2 separate regions of the Mus musculus genome follow, and region 1 is linked to region 2. The links are chromatin contacts, called in public promoter capture Hi-C maps. All regions are on one chromosome and are shown on one strand. The core of a region is the stretch at or near the end of the contact, and the rest is flanking DNA. Distances in the headings are between cores, read along the strand shown. Region 1 has its middle 49 kb from the start of Gm39171. Region 2 holds the start of Acsl1 (acyl-CoA synthetase long-chain family member 1).

What was found. Promoter capture Hi-C pulls out the DNA fragments that hold promoters and counts their contacts.
Region 1: a contact with region 2 is called in a promoter capture Hi-C map of hippocampal neurons, with 4 times the contacts expected there. The contact joins the enhancer-like site here to the promoter of Acsl1 in region 2. A contact is called at or near these places in 14 of 39 promoter capture datasets (the 3T3-L1 cell line, the C10 cell line, the HPC-7 cell line and 9 more) and 2 of 484 Hi-C or Micro-C datasets (the HPC-7 cell line and cranial neural crest).

What each region holds. Positions count from the first base shown.
Region 1 is chr8:47,369,180-47,374,985 of GRCm38.p6, forward strand. It overlaps a transcript of Stox2 not described here. Among named protein-coding and RNA genes, the nearest start is that of Gm39171, 49 kb to the left of the region's middle. Within about 2 kb of position 1,697, at least 38 of the 459 cell types and tissues checked have an H3K27ac peak or open chromatin away from gene starts, as enhancers often do. A contact at or near this core is called in hippocampal neurons, where this site is marked.
Region 2 is chr8:46,466,796-46,473,070 of GRCm38.p6, forward strand. Acsl1 (acyl-CoA synthetase long-chain family member 1) reads left to right here and starts at 4,242. Exons shown (of 21, transcript NM_007981.4): 1 at 4,242-4,435. It overlaps Gm31050 (a long non-coding RNA gene), which reads right to left and starts at 4,255. Exons shown (of 2, transcript XR_378936.3): 1 at 3,810-4,255; 2 at 3,196-3,704.

The DNA of each region.
Region 1 (5,806 bases), core at 447-2,946, 900 kb after region 2:
GACCCTGTTTAGACACAGCCTTGCTCTACCTTTATTAAATCTATAAAGTTACAAGCAATTCGAGTCAGACCACTGTTGTACCACTTCACACCTCTTTGCCTGGCAGTAGCCGGTTCAAAAGTCAAAAGAAACTGCAAACGGAGTTCCAGAGCACCTATAATTTACTTTTATAACTATTGAATCATTAACAGGGACTTCTGGAGGTAATTAAAGGGAAATGGATAGGCCTTGACTCTCAGGTTGGGAGTTTTCATGTTTGCTCTTCACAGCAAAGCAACAGTCTGCTCTACTCCATTCAAAGCATCTGAAAAATTAGTCCAGTCATGTCTCAAGGAACTAGAAAGCCGATACAGCCCAGGCAACGATCCTGCATGCTCAGGGAGGCTCGGTTTTGCTCGGCGCCTGCCCGAGGCCGCCTATAACAACCCCAGATTCCTAAACGCTCAAGTCAAGAGAGGCAGCAACAGCTAAGGAAACGGGGAATTACCTGGGCGCTAGGTAGAAATGACTGTGTCTTGTAAATGAGCACGAAAGGATCAAGTGGCTTCATTATCCATCTAACTTCTCCAACAGGGGATTACATAAGGAAATTAATTACCTAAGCCAGACGCTGGCAAGCACGCAGCAAAGCAGGCTGAAGGCAAAGCCAGCATTCATTTTTCCCATAGAAATGGCTCCTTCAGATTGTATGACTGCCTGGGAAACTAAAGTCTTCCCGACAGGAGCAGAGTTGCCGTACCCACTACGGTAAAAGTGACCCGGGGGTGCTTTTCATTGTTCCTCCTCCCTGCGTTCTTGGGACAGTCCAGTTGCCCCAGTCACCTGGGATGTATTCCCAAATGCCTCCAAGATGTTGTTTTCCCGGCCTCCTTTTCTGAATGTCGAGTGGACTCAGAACCGTCATTCTCAGTGGTCGATGACTCTGAGCGACCTGGCAACCAAATGAGCTTCGTTTTAAAAGCAGAAGTAGACTGGATGTGAGAGGCGAGGCAGGAGCGGCCGGCAGACCACAGATAGTTCTGATCATCTTGTTACACAAGTTGAATATTTCAGGTCCGAAAATATAAAACCCGAAATGTTCCAAATTGCAAAACTTTTCGAACGGTGAAAAGAAGCCACCCATCCAAGACTCCACACCTGACTCATGAGAAGCTTGAAGCATCAACGTCCAAACAGAGCACGCTAAAGATTCCATCTAAGATCATCTCCGGGCTACACATACAAGTACAGGAAACATAGGTGAATTTCCTGTTTAGACTTGGGTCCAGTCCTCAAGATATCTCATTATGTTTATTAAAATATACCAAAGTCCAAAGACATCCAAAACTAAAACCATTTCTGGTCCCTAGCACTTGCGGTAGAGGACACTCAATACCAAGATGATGAAAACACTCACGGATCCACAGCTGTGAGGTCTCTCAGAACTGAGTAACCACGTTCCTGAGCATGTACTTGTAGTCAGACAAACCATAGCAAACTCATCGCACCGAGGAGAGTTATCTGGCCCCTGAGGTAAGCTTATCCTACTAAAATTCCCATTGCCGTTGCATCTTGTGTTTTAATCATTTTCAGTGGGAGCCTTTGAGCTGAGAGGATCCCTGACAGTTTTATAGAGTCAACGTACAGGACATGGCCACCCCACACAGTGCCCCAAATACCCCGCTTATGTAAGTCTCTGCTTGCTCTTCCTGGAGCAGCAAACGGGCCTGTGACCTGGTTCTGCCTTTCTTCGCTCGCCCCCTAGTGGGGAGACTAAGGCTGCGACAGCAGCTCGAAGAAGAGGAAAAGAGCCTGGAGAAAGGTGTCTAGGACAGGGAGACGGGGCTGGGCTGCCACAAAACCAGAAAGGACGGATACTTAAGGCAAAACATGGTATTTTCCCAAGTTATATAGAATTTTTATTTTAAATTATGCATGCATGCTCAAAAGAAATTAGCCCTTCATCCACCTGTTGGAACTAACGAGCTAGAGCTCTCAAATTTAGACTTGACTCTTAAATGAAAGAAAAATTATATATGTTATTGCATGGGACATCACTTTTCACTCAATACACCCCCACACACACTGCCTGGCAACTAACACACATACATATGTTCTCTCTCTCTCTCACACACACACACACCAAGAAAAGATGTTTGCACCCAGACTGTGTGCACAGCAAGCCTCTCTGGTGTCACTTGAAGCCAGTGTTTTACAAAAGAAACCAACAAAGAAAACCCTTAGTGTGTTGTGTGTTCAGCCAAACTATTCTGGACACAATACCAACAAAGGGTGGGAACTCTGAGCAGCCGCCCTGCCGTAACTCCTTCTGTAGACTCTGCACCTACATTGTTCTTACAAGATGAGGCCTCTTTCTCAGATGTAGCTTATAACAAACAAAACAATCCCAGCATTGCAAATGATTGCCATGAGATCACTAACAAAAGTGTGTGCCGTTATGTGGAAATCACGAGAAGCCAAGGTGAAAGGTCATGGTTCTAACTCCGAACTTCAGTTTTCCTCCATAGCCCATAGTGTAGCCTTTCATAAGGTCACAACTTTCCCAGCTACAAAAATTAGAGACTTGAAAGCTTCCCTCAGAGTTTCTACCCTGGCTTTGATTATCTTAAAAGAAAGTGTGGGCACTATGCCTTCCATTTCCTATGGTCATGGTGCCCTCTAGTGGCTTATAGGAGCTATGACATGTGTAGGTTGTGCTTTCTTTTCTTTCCTCCTTTCCTTTCCTTTCCTTTCCTTTCCTTTCCTTTCCTTTCCTTTCCTTTCCTTTCCTTTCCTTTCCTTTCCTTTCCTTTCCTTTCCTTTCCTTTTTCCTTTCCTTTCCTCTTTTCTTTTCTTTTCTTTCTTTTCTTTTTAACCTGGGAGAACGGTAGGTACAACCTTTCAGTCAATTTGTCTAACCATGGTAACCAGGCATCTGGTCAAATATCCATCTAGATGCCACTGTGTATGTTTTAGATGAGAATAACACTCAGTTGACTCTGGGAAAAGCAGATTACTCTCTCTGATTTGGATAGATGGCCATGGGAACTCAGGCAGCAGGCACCTTTCAGAATCTCCAGCCCCGATCTCCAGCTTGTCTTCCTGTCCAGTTTGGCCCGCTCTGTATGTGCCTGTGTGTCCGGGGAGGAGAAATATGTGTAGAGGGGATGTTCTTGGGGGTAGGAGACAGGGTGCATAGCACTGAGTCTACATCCTATGTCTTTGGAGAACCGTAACAGGGAAAAGGGAGTAATAAATCAAATTACCATACATAAATGTAACAAATTATACACAAATGTAACAAATTATCATACACAAATGTATCATTCCGGGCCATCGGAAAACATTTTTTTTTCTTTTTTAGTTTTTTTTCGAGACAGGGTTTCTCTGTATACCTCTGGCTGTCCTGGAACTCACTTTGTAGACCAGGCTGGCTTCAAACTCAGAAATCCGCCTGCCTCTGCCTCCCGAGTTCTGGGATTAAAGGCGTGCGTCACCACGCCCAGCTGAAAACATTTTAATAACTACAATGACCATAAAAATCATATTAAAATAAAAATGACCCAAAATTTAGTATGTAGTTTTACTCATGTAAAAGTTTTACCTAAATGTGAAAAGTGATTTTCTATTTTACTTTTAATTTTGTATGATCTGCAGGATCAAAATTTAATTTAATCTCATAATGTAAAGTAAAAGTTTTAATGAAGATATTGACAGGTGTGATGGCTCAACAAGCCTTTAGCCCTAGATCTCTGTGAATTCAAGGCCAGCCTAGTCTGCATGGGGAGTTCCAGGCTAGCCAAGGCTACACAGTAACTACTACCCTGTCTCAATCAGTTAAAACATCAAACAGGTATTTGTATTTTACTTTTTTAAAGGATTTATTTATTTATTTATTATATGTAAGTACACTGTAGCTATCTTCAGGCACTCCAGAAGAGGGCGCCAGATCTCATTATGGATGGTTGTGAGCCATCATGTGGTTGCCGGGAATTGAACTCAGGACCTTTGGAAGAGCAGTCAGTGCTCTTAACCGCTGAGCCATCTCTCCAGCCCCTATATCTTAATTTTATGACAGCACTAGTTACAATAGCCACAGGTAAAATTAAACCAGGTAAATATTAGCAACAAATTCATAAGTATATTGTAATCATGTAATGAAGTATATTATTCAGCCACCAAATGAATGAATGAAACTTTGAATCTGCTACAACATGAACTTATCCTAAAATTATTATTTTTAAGATTTATTTTTATGTATATGAGTGGTTTGCCTGCATGTTTGTACACCATATGCATGTATGTACTCTAGATATGTACCTGGTACCTATGAAGGCCAGAAGAAGGCATCAGATTCCCTGAAACTAGAGTTATGGGTGTTTGTGAATCACCGCATAGGTACTGAGAACAGAACTTAAGTCCTCTGTAAGAACAGCAACTGCTCTTAACTACTGAGCCGTCTCTCCAGCCCCCTGAAAATATTATTCTTAATGAGATATGCTGGGTACAGAAAGATAATTACTGCATGATAGCACTTATAAACCGGACCAAGAGTAAACAAATGTGTAAAGACCGAAAGTGGAACAGAACCTAGCTGGGCTGTGGAGAGGGACTTACAACTTAATAAGCACAGAGTTTGGGGGTTCATGAAAAATGTTTTGTTTCAGAAGGAGTGACGGTGGATGGTTACTGAACTGTGTGATCAAGACGATAAATGGTATATGTGGTTGACGATAAATGGTATACGTGGTTGACCACAACGCTGAGAGATGCTCCTCCCACTCTGTGGGGCTGCAGTGGGGAACCGTCCCCACTCTGATGAGCCCTCCCTTCTGCTGCTGAGGAACACAGGGCTTCCCTCAGAGTCACGGCTGCCATCTGTGCTCTTACCTCCATGGTACACAAGGAGTTGGGAGCTCTGGGTAATGTCATAGCCCCAGCCCTTGTCACAACATTTGGCACATAGTAAGAACTTTTTAAGGAATGATAATAGAAGCCAGAAAAGCTGGCTCACCCAAAGTTTTACTGAACCTGCTTGGTCAGGCTAGAAACACACATCCCAGGTCTATTACCATATCTTCAAGTGAAGTGGTGTAGTTTGAAGTATTGTAGCTTCTTGTTTATTCTTTTGGTTTTTTTGTTTGTTGGGGTTTTTGTTTGTTTATATGCTTGGTTTGTTTGGTTTAGTTTGGTTGTTTAGTTGGTTGGGTTTTTGTATTTCAAAACAAGGTTTCTCTGTGTAGCCCTGGCTGTCCAGGAACTCACTCTATAGACCAGGCTGGCCTGAAATGCAGAGATCTGCCTGCCTCTGCCTTCCAAGTGCTGGGATTATAAAGGTGTGTGCCACCACCTCTCTGAATCCTCCTTCATTACAATTACAAGTTTCAATGTGCAAAGCCATTGAGACACATGAACTGACAGTTCGGGCTAGCACAGTCCCATCGGTCCAGGACACTGCCACCGCTGGGAACTCCTGTGCTGCTGCCATGCTCATCGGTCTGAAGAACGGGAGCTGCCAGGCGGCTTCAGAGCATAAAGGCATTAAAAGGCATGGACTTGAAAAATGGGCAAAGGAGGGCTGCGGGACCACTCAGCTGATGGCCTCTGTTCAGACTCCAAAATTCACATTAGAAAGAGGATATGGGGACAGAATGTATGTGTATGTGTGTTAGACAGGGTGACACACCTGTACACCGAGCTCTGGAGAGGCAGAGTCAGGCAGATCCCTGCAGCTCACTGCTTATAGAGCAGCCTGGGTGAGGGAGGGAGGGGTGTCGGGGAGGTGGATGTAACCTGAGGATGACACCCGGGGTTGGGGTTGGTCCCT
Region 2 (6,275 bases), core at 2,992-5,491:
AAATAAATAATAATAAATAAAAAAGTATTCACTTTTGATTGATTTTTAAAAAATTTTTGTTTGGTATGAGACAGGGGTCCCAGTATGTAGCTTTGGCTGACCTAGAACTTGCTTTGGAGGCTAGGCCTCAACTCATATTCACTTGTTGCGCCCCTTTAAATGTGTGGTCTCCATGCAAATATTCAGTTTTATGTCCAACTTTATATTTGCAATTTTCTTAAAGGGGCTTCCAGAACTCTTCCAAAACTGTATGTGCTTCTTATTCTCAACCCCCCCCCCCCACACACACACCACTAATTGGCATTGATCACACATGAATGGCTAGAAATATCCAATTAAGCAACTGACTACCACCAAGTACAAATACTATGCCATATCTTAATAGAGACATGAGAAGAGTTGGGACAGCTTCCGAGGATTTATGAATGTGCTGAATCGTTTTCTGTCAACTTGACACAAGCTAGTGTTAGACAAAAGGAGGAAACATCAGTTGAGAAGAATTCTTCTGTGAGATCCATCTGATTTTTCATGACTGATTGATGGGCGAGGGCCCAGCCCATTGTGGGTGGTGCCATGCCAAAGCCGTTGATCCGTGTGTATGGAGCGTCATTGCAGTTGATGACTGTAATGAAACTTTAGACGTGAGGCCACTGCCAACCTGCCAGTCAGTCTTTTTTCACCCAGAGAACTTAATCTCTGCCTAGTTTTTCTAGAAGACTGATCAGTTGATTTTTTTAGACAGATACAGATTTGAGTATAGCTGGAGTTAGCCACATTTTTTAAAAAATCAGGTCAAATGGAACAGAGGCTAAGCAACAGAGAAGAGACTCTAGCTTCCATAGAGAAATCTCCCAATTGACTCCTCTATGCTTGGCTCTACAAAATGTAATATCCCTGCATCAGGATCTAAATAGGTCTAAATAGGAATGCCCCTATGGGCTCAAGCCATGCCCAGTGGATCTCTCTCTTCTTGCTGCCTACTGATCCAGAACTCTCAGCTACCTCTCCGGCACCACGTCTGCCTTCCTGCCTCTATGTTTCCTGCCATGATGACAATGGACTAAACCTCTGAACCTATAAGCCAGCCCCAGTTAAATGATTTCCTTTCTAAAAGTTGCCATGGTGATGGTGTCTCTTCACACCAATAGAACACTGATGACGATACAGGGCTTGGATCCAACTTGAGATATCTAACTTGGGGATGAATGTCTTACCGTGGGATGTGATGAGGCAAGAGGCTCCCTGTCAACTGCCAACAGGTAACCCTTCCTGTGTTGGAGAATGACATCTTAATGGAGACTATCAAGTTAAAATTTAGGGCCTTAGGTTGGGCACTCATGCATATGACTGTGCCCCTTAGAGATTTAGACCACACACTGGAAAGGACGGTTGGGGGAGGAGACACTGGGAGTATGGCATAGAAAGGCAAGGGGCCAAGACAGATGTTTGCAAGTCCAAGAGAGACCTGGAAGAGTCCTTTCCTTTGCAGACCTCAGGAACAAATCTTGACACCTCACTCTTGTAAGTCACCCAAACAGTGGGACTACATATTTCTTTTCTTGAAATCACCTCATTTCTGGTGTGTGGTTGCATGGTACTAGAAAAGGATTGTACTACAGAACCTAGAAAATGCCTAAGGTAGCCCTGGGCTGAAGATTAGATAAGGCATGGGCTTAGCTTCCAGTGACATGGCTAAATGCACAGAGATATATGGGACCCACCATAGCGCCTTCCTCCTGAAAATGAGGAAGCATGCCAAACACACTTGCTCCTTCTGTGGCAAGACCAAGGTGAAAAGATAAGCCATTGGCACCTGGCATCGTGGTTTGTCCATGTAAACAGTGGCTGGCAGGGGGCCTGGGTTTTACAATATATCTTCTGTCTCAGTCAGGTCTGCCATCTGAAGACTGAAGGGACTAACTCAAAGACCAGTAGGAGCATTACTGTTCAAGATTTACCTAACCTGCAATAAATGAATTTATGTTAACAAAAAAATAAAAAGGAGAGGAGAAAAATGAGTAATATTGCAGGTGAAGAGAGACTCAAAGAAGCCAAGATGTAGTCAACTGAAAATGAATGGAGTCTCTTTCTCCTTATAGACAATAAAGTCTTATAGACCTGGAAGATAGTAATCTCAAGGACCTAGAAGACTCGGTTGCTATAGTGTTTTTCAACCTTCCTAATGCTGCCATGCTTTAATATAGCTCCTCATATTGTGGTGGTCCCCAACCATAAAATTTTCATTGCTGTGTCATAACTACAATTTTGCTACTGCTATGAATTGTAAATATCTGTTTTTCCAATGGTCTTAGGCGGCCCCTGAGAAAGGGTCATTCAATCCCTCCCCCGCCTCCCCAAAGGGGTTGTGACCCCCCTAGATTAAGCAGCGCTGATATGGCAGCTGTTTGTGTGAGGATTGCCTCACCAACATTGGACAAGGAGCCTCAGACTCCACAGGAGGAAGGCCAGAGACACCCAGGAAAAGTCCTTATTCCTTGATGAGTCAGCTTGAGTATACTTGTGACTAGAGGGAATGAATCATCTCCCAAGAGGGTAGGGGAGGCCTCTGTGGTTATAAAGGCCATGGTTTAGAAGCAGATGATCTTGAATTCTAAGAATGGTCCCCCCCACCCCCTTTTCTTTCCCCCGAGACAGGGCTTCTCTGTGTAGCCCTGGCTGTCCTGGAACTCACTCTGTAGACCAGGTTGGCCTCAAACTCAGAAATCTGCCTGCCTCTGCCTCCAAGTGCTGGGATTAAAGGCGTGCGCCACCACTGCCCGGCGGCCATGCCCTTTCTTATACCTGACTCTGCCCTTCAGTTTCCTGTTCTACAGAAGAGGACCAAAGGTGGTACCACCTCATAGGGTTATGGACATTATAGTTGATTAACAGTGTCACCTAGTAAATGATATGTTATTAGAGGTGTTCTGGCAATAATTGTCCCTCAAATTTAAGGCAATATTAGAAAGACTTCCATCTAATGCTGGGAGCAAACCCTCCTGTACCTGGATGACTGTCTTCATGCAATAGCATGAGGTGAACCTGGCAACAATTATATTGACCTTTTTTTTTTCCCATTCAAAATGTTAGCATGATCTACATCTTACCTTAACCACACTGACCAGTTCTGGACACTGAGCAACAGTGATGGCTCTAGTATTTAACCTTTTAAAAGATTATCTTAAAGCTTTGGGGTATCTTTAAGATTTTTTAAAATGACGTTTGAAGAAGGGTTACATGCGCACATGGTAACTCACAGTCCTGAGGATTGAGAATTGCACTTCAGGCTTTGTGACAGGCATGGGCTTTAACCCAGTGAGCCATCCTACTGGCCTTGCATTGGCCGTTGGTAGCCCTTAAAAGGTTTTCCCAAGGGATTTGTCAAGTCTACAGAGCCAAGGCTGAGCAGGGCAGACAAGCCTTTAAAACTTGGCAGGTGGACACCGTCCTTGAGCAACGACTAAGTCTGCTTTTCACTTGAACCACACAGGGGCCTGGGTTGTCCAGAGATGCCTCATGGCCAGGATATTGCGGAAGTCCTGTATTCCTAGCCAAGGACTGTGGCGAAACTTGGTGTGGGGACCGTGGTGAAACTGGATTAAAGGGGTTCGTGTATATCTGTGCTAAAGAAAGATGGGACTTCTTCAGCTACCGTGGTCCCTCCAAGCAGAGAAGCAAGCAGAGAGGCTATGCCAAGGTGTCAGCTGTGGAAGAATGTTAAGGATGGAAGAGCTAAAGGGCACCTGCAACATTCCATAGCATCACATTATCAGGGTTCAGGAGACTTCCAGATTTACCCTTTGCCCTACCTCAGATTCGTTGTGAAACTAGAGGGCAGTTTGGGTGACCTTAGTGGCTTTTGCTTGCTGACAGCCATGCTCATGGACCTGAGGGAGGCCACGCCCACCTTGCGGCTTTGGAGGGAGAGGCGGAGTCAGCAGGACTGGGCGGGACCTGAAGGAGGACTGGGCCTTAAGGGGCGGGGCAAAAGACCGAGGAGGCGCGGCCGGAGGGGAAGGACTGGAGCTGGTGGGCGTGGCCTGAGAGGCACCGCGGGTCTGAGGGGCTTGGATCAGCCCAGATAGGGCGGGGCTTGGGAGGCGGGAATGGCGCCGATGGGGCGGGACCTGAGAGGAGCGGTGGGTGTGATGGGGCGGGACAGCCTCGACCTGTGCGACAGGAGGGGAGGAGCTGGCGAGGGGGAGTGGGCGCGCTAAGAGATGGGGCGGGGAGGAGCCTGCGGACGGGGCGGGGCGGCGTGGCACGGCACGCGCACTACCAGCCGCCCGGCCCTGCTGCTGCTGCTGCAACGCCGGTGGCGCAGCCAAGAGAGCAGCTGCGGCCGCGACTCCTTAAATAGCATCGCAACCCGGCGCGGGGCAGTTCGTGGATTGCAGTGACAGCCGCCTGTGGAGCAGCCCGGGCAGCGGAGGAGGTGAGTGCGCCAGCCGCGAAGGGCCGCGAGTCGGCCAAGGCGACCCTAGCCGGGCCGAGACGGGAGAACCTCCCCGCGGCTCTGCGGGACGTTCCGCTTTTCCGGCCTGGGCTCCACGGCCTCGTTTCCCTCGGCTTCGGGAGGCTCTGGGGCCGCTCCGGCGGCCGCCGCTTCCGGTGCCGGAGCCCGGGTTCCCCCGCGGGCCGTGCGCGCGCGGGGCTGGTGCACCGCGGAGTCAAGAGGTTCCTCTCTGCACGGTCCCTGGCTGGTGTGGCGGCTGGGACCTTCCCTCCCCGGCTCAGGTGCCGAGAGGTGGTCCTGCTTGCTGGGGACCCTGGCGTCTCCGCCACCGCATCCCTCGTACCCCCAGAGGCGGGGATTGTGAGGCGCGCACTCACCGCGCGTGGACACGGACTGTCCCGGTGCCGCTCTGTGACGTGCCCCTGCGCCGAGCGTTCGAGGAGGGTCAGAAGCAGCGCTCAGAGCCCGATGTCATAAGTAGAAATTCTCGCGGTGTCTCCAAGAGGAGCTCCCAGAGCCACTACACACAGTGGTGATGGAGTCATTGATTTAAGGCAATCTGGCTTTTAATTTTTTTTTAAATTAGGGAGCAAAAATGATATTTATCACCTTGAAACGTAGACCCCGAGTGCTGATACAGGACTTAAAAGATCACATGGATTAGAATCTAGAGAAGGCAGCTCCATCTAATCACTGCACTATGCCCGAGCTTACAGACCATCTTGCCACACCGCTCAAGCTCATGGTTATGGAACCTAGTTAAGAATGGCCGTTATGAAAATGCTTCCTCTTGGAACTGTGAGTATCCATCTCTAGTCTTCCCTTTAAGGACTTGACATTTGATTATGTTTCTGGGATACACGTTTCAAAACGTAATCTGTGGTTAGCCCAATGAAAATTATTAGCGTAACTCAGAAATCATCCAAACCCTTCTAGTTCACCAAAGTTAAGAACTGAAGGTCTGCAATGGGCAAGGTTAAGAATGGGAGCAACGGAAAGGAACCATCGGTTTGGAGCAATGTGGTGAGGTGTGACAACAGAAAACAGACAGGGCCGGATCCTGGGAGATGTTTTTTCTTGTAGTTCAGCTGAAGGAAATCCCTTTGTGGTGGGAGGCTGGTTCTTTGTAAAAGGTCTGCATTGAGATCTTGAGCTAAAATTATATGACTGGAGAAGGTAAAAAAAAAAAAAAGAAAAAAAGCAACACACCTTATTCACTTACCTCTTCTAAATTTACAGTAAACAGACAAAACTTAAAACAAAAACAAAAAACCCCTCCCCATTCGTGATTCTAAGCATTTTCACATGTTTCCTTCCTGTCTCTGTTATTTATATTTTATCAGTGTTTTATTATTATTACAGCCTGACTGAAATCATGAGGCCTTGGAAATTTTGACATTTAACATGCGTGGCATCTGGCACAGTGGGGACAGGTTATCTATTTATACCATACAGGTACTTTTCAGCTACTCAGTTCCTGAGTTAAATGTGAAGTCACCAAATGCAAGCCAACATGTCACAGTGTTGTGAATTAATGTCTTTAGCACATCTTTAGTTTGGATATGGCTATCTAGAACTGTGGAATTCCATGTTTGGAGTAAGATCTGGTGGTTGAGTCATTTACCTGTAGAGATTGTGTCTTTCTCCCTACGGCCTTGCTGGCCTTGCTGTTGTTCTTAGACTGTGGGATGCCTACCCTAACTTCTAGACGTTTATCCTCATTCTTTTTAGAGTCATTTAGTTTGTAAGCTCAGTTTCATTTGATGGGTAAGCTTGCCATGCACTGTTTCTTACAACTAAATTCAACTTGAGTCACACT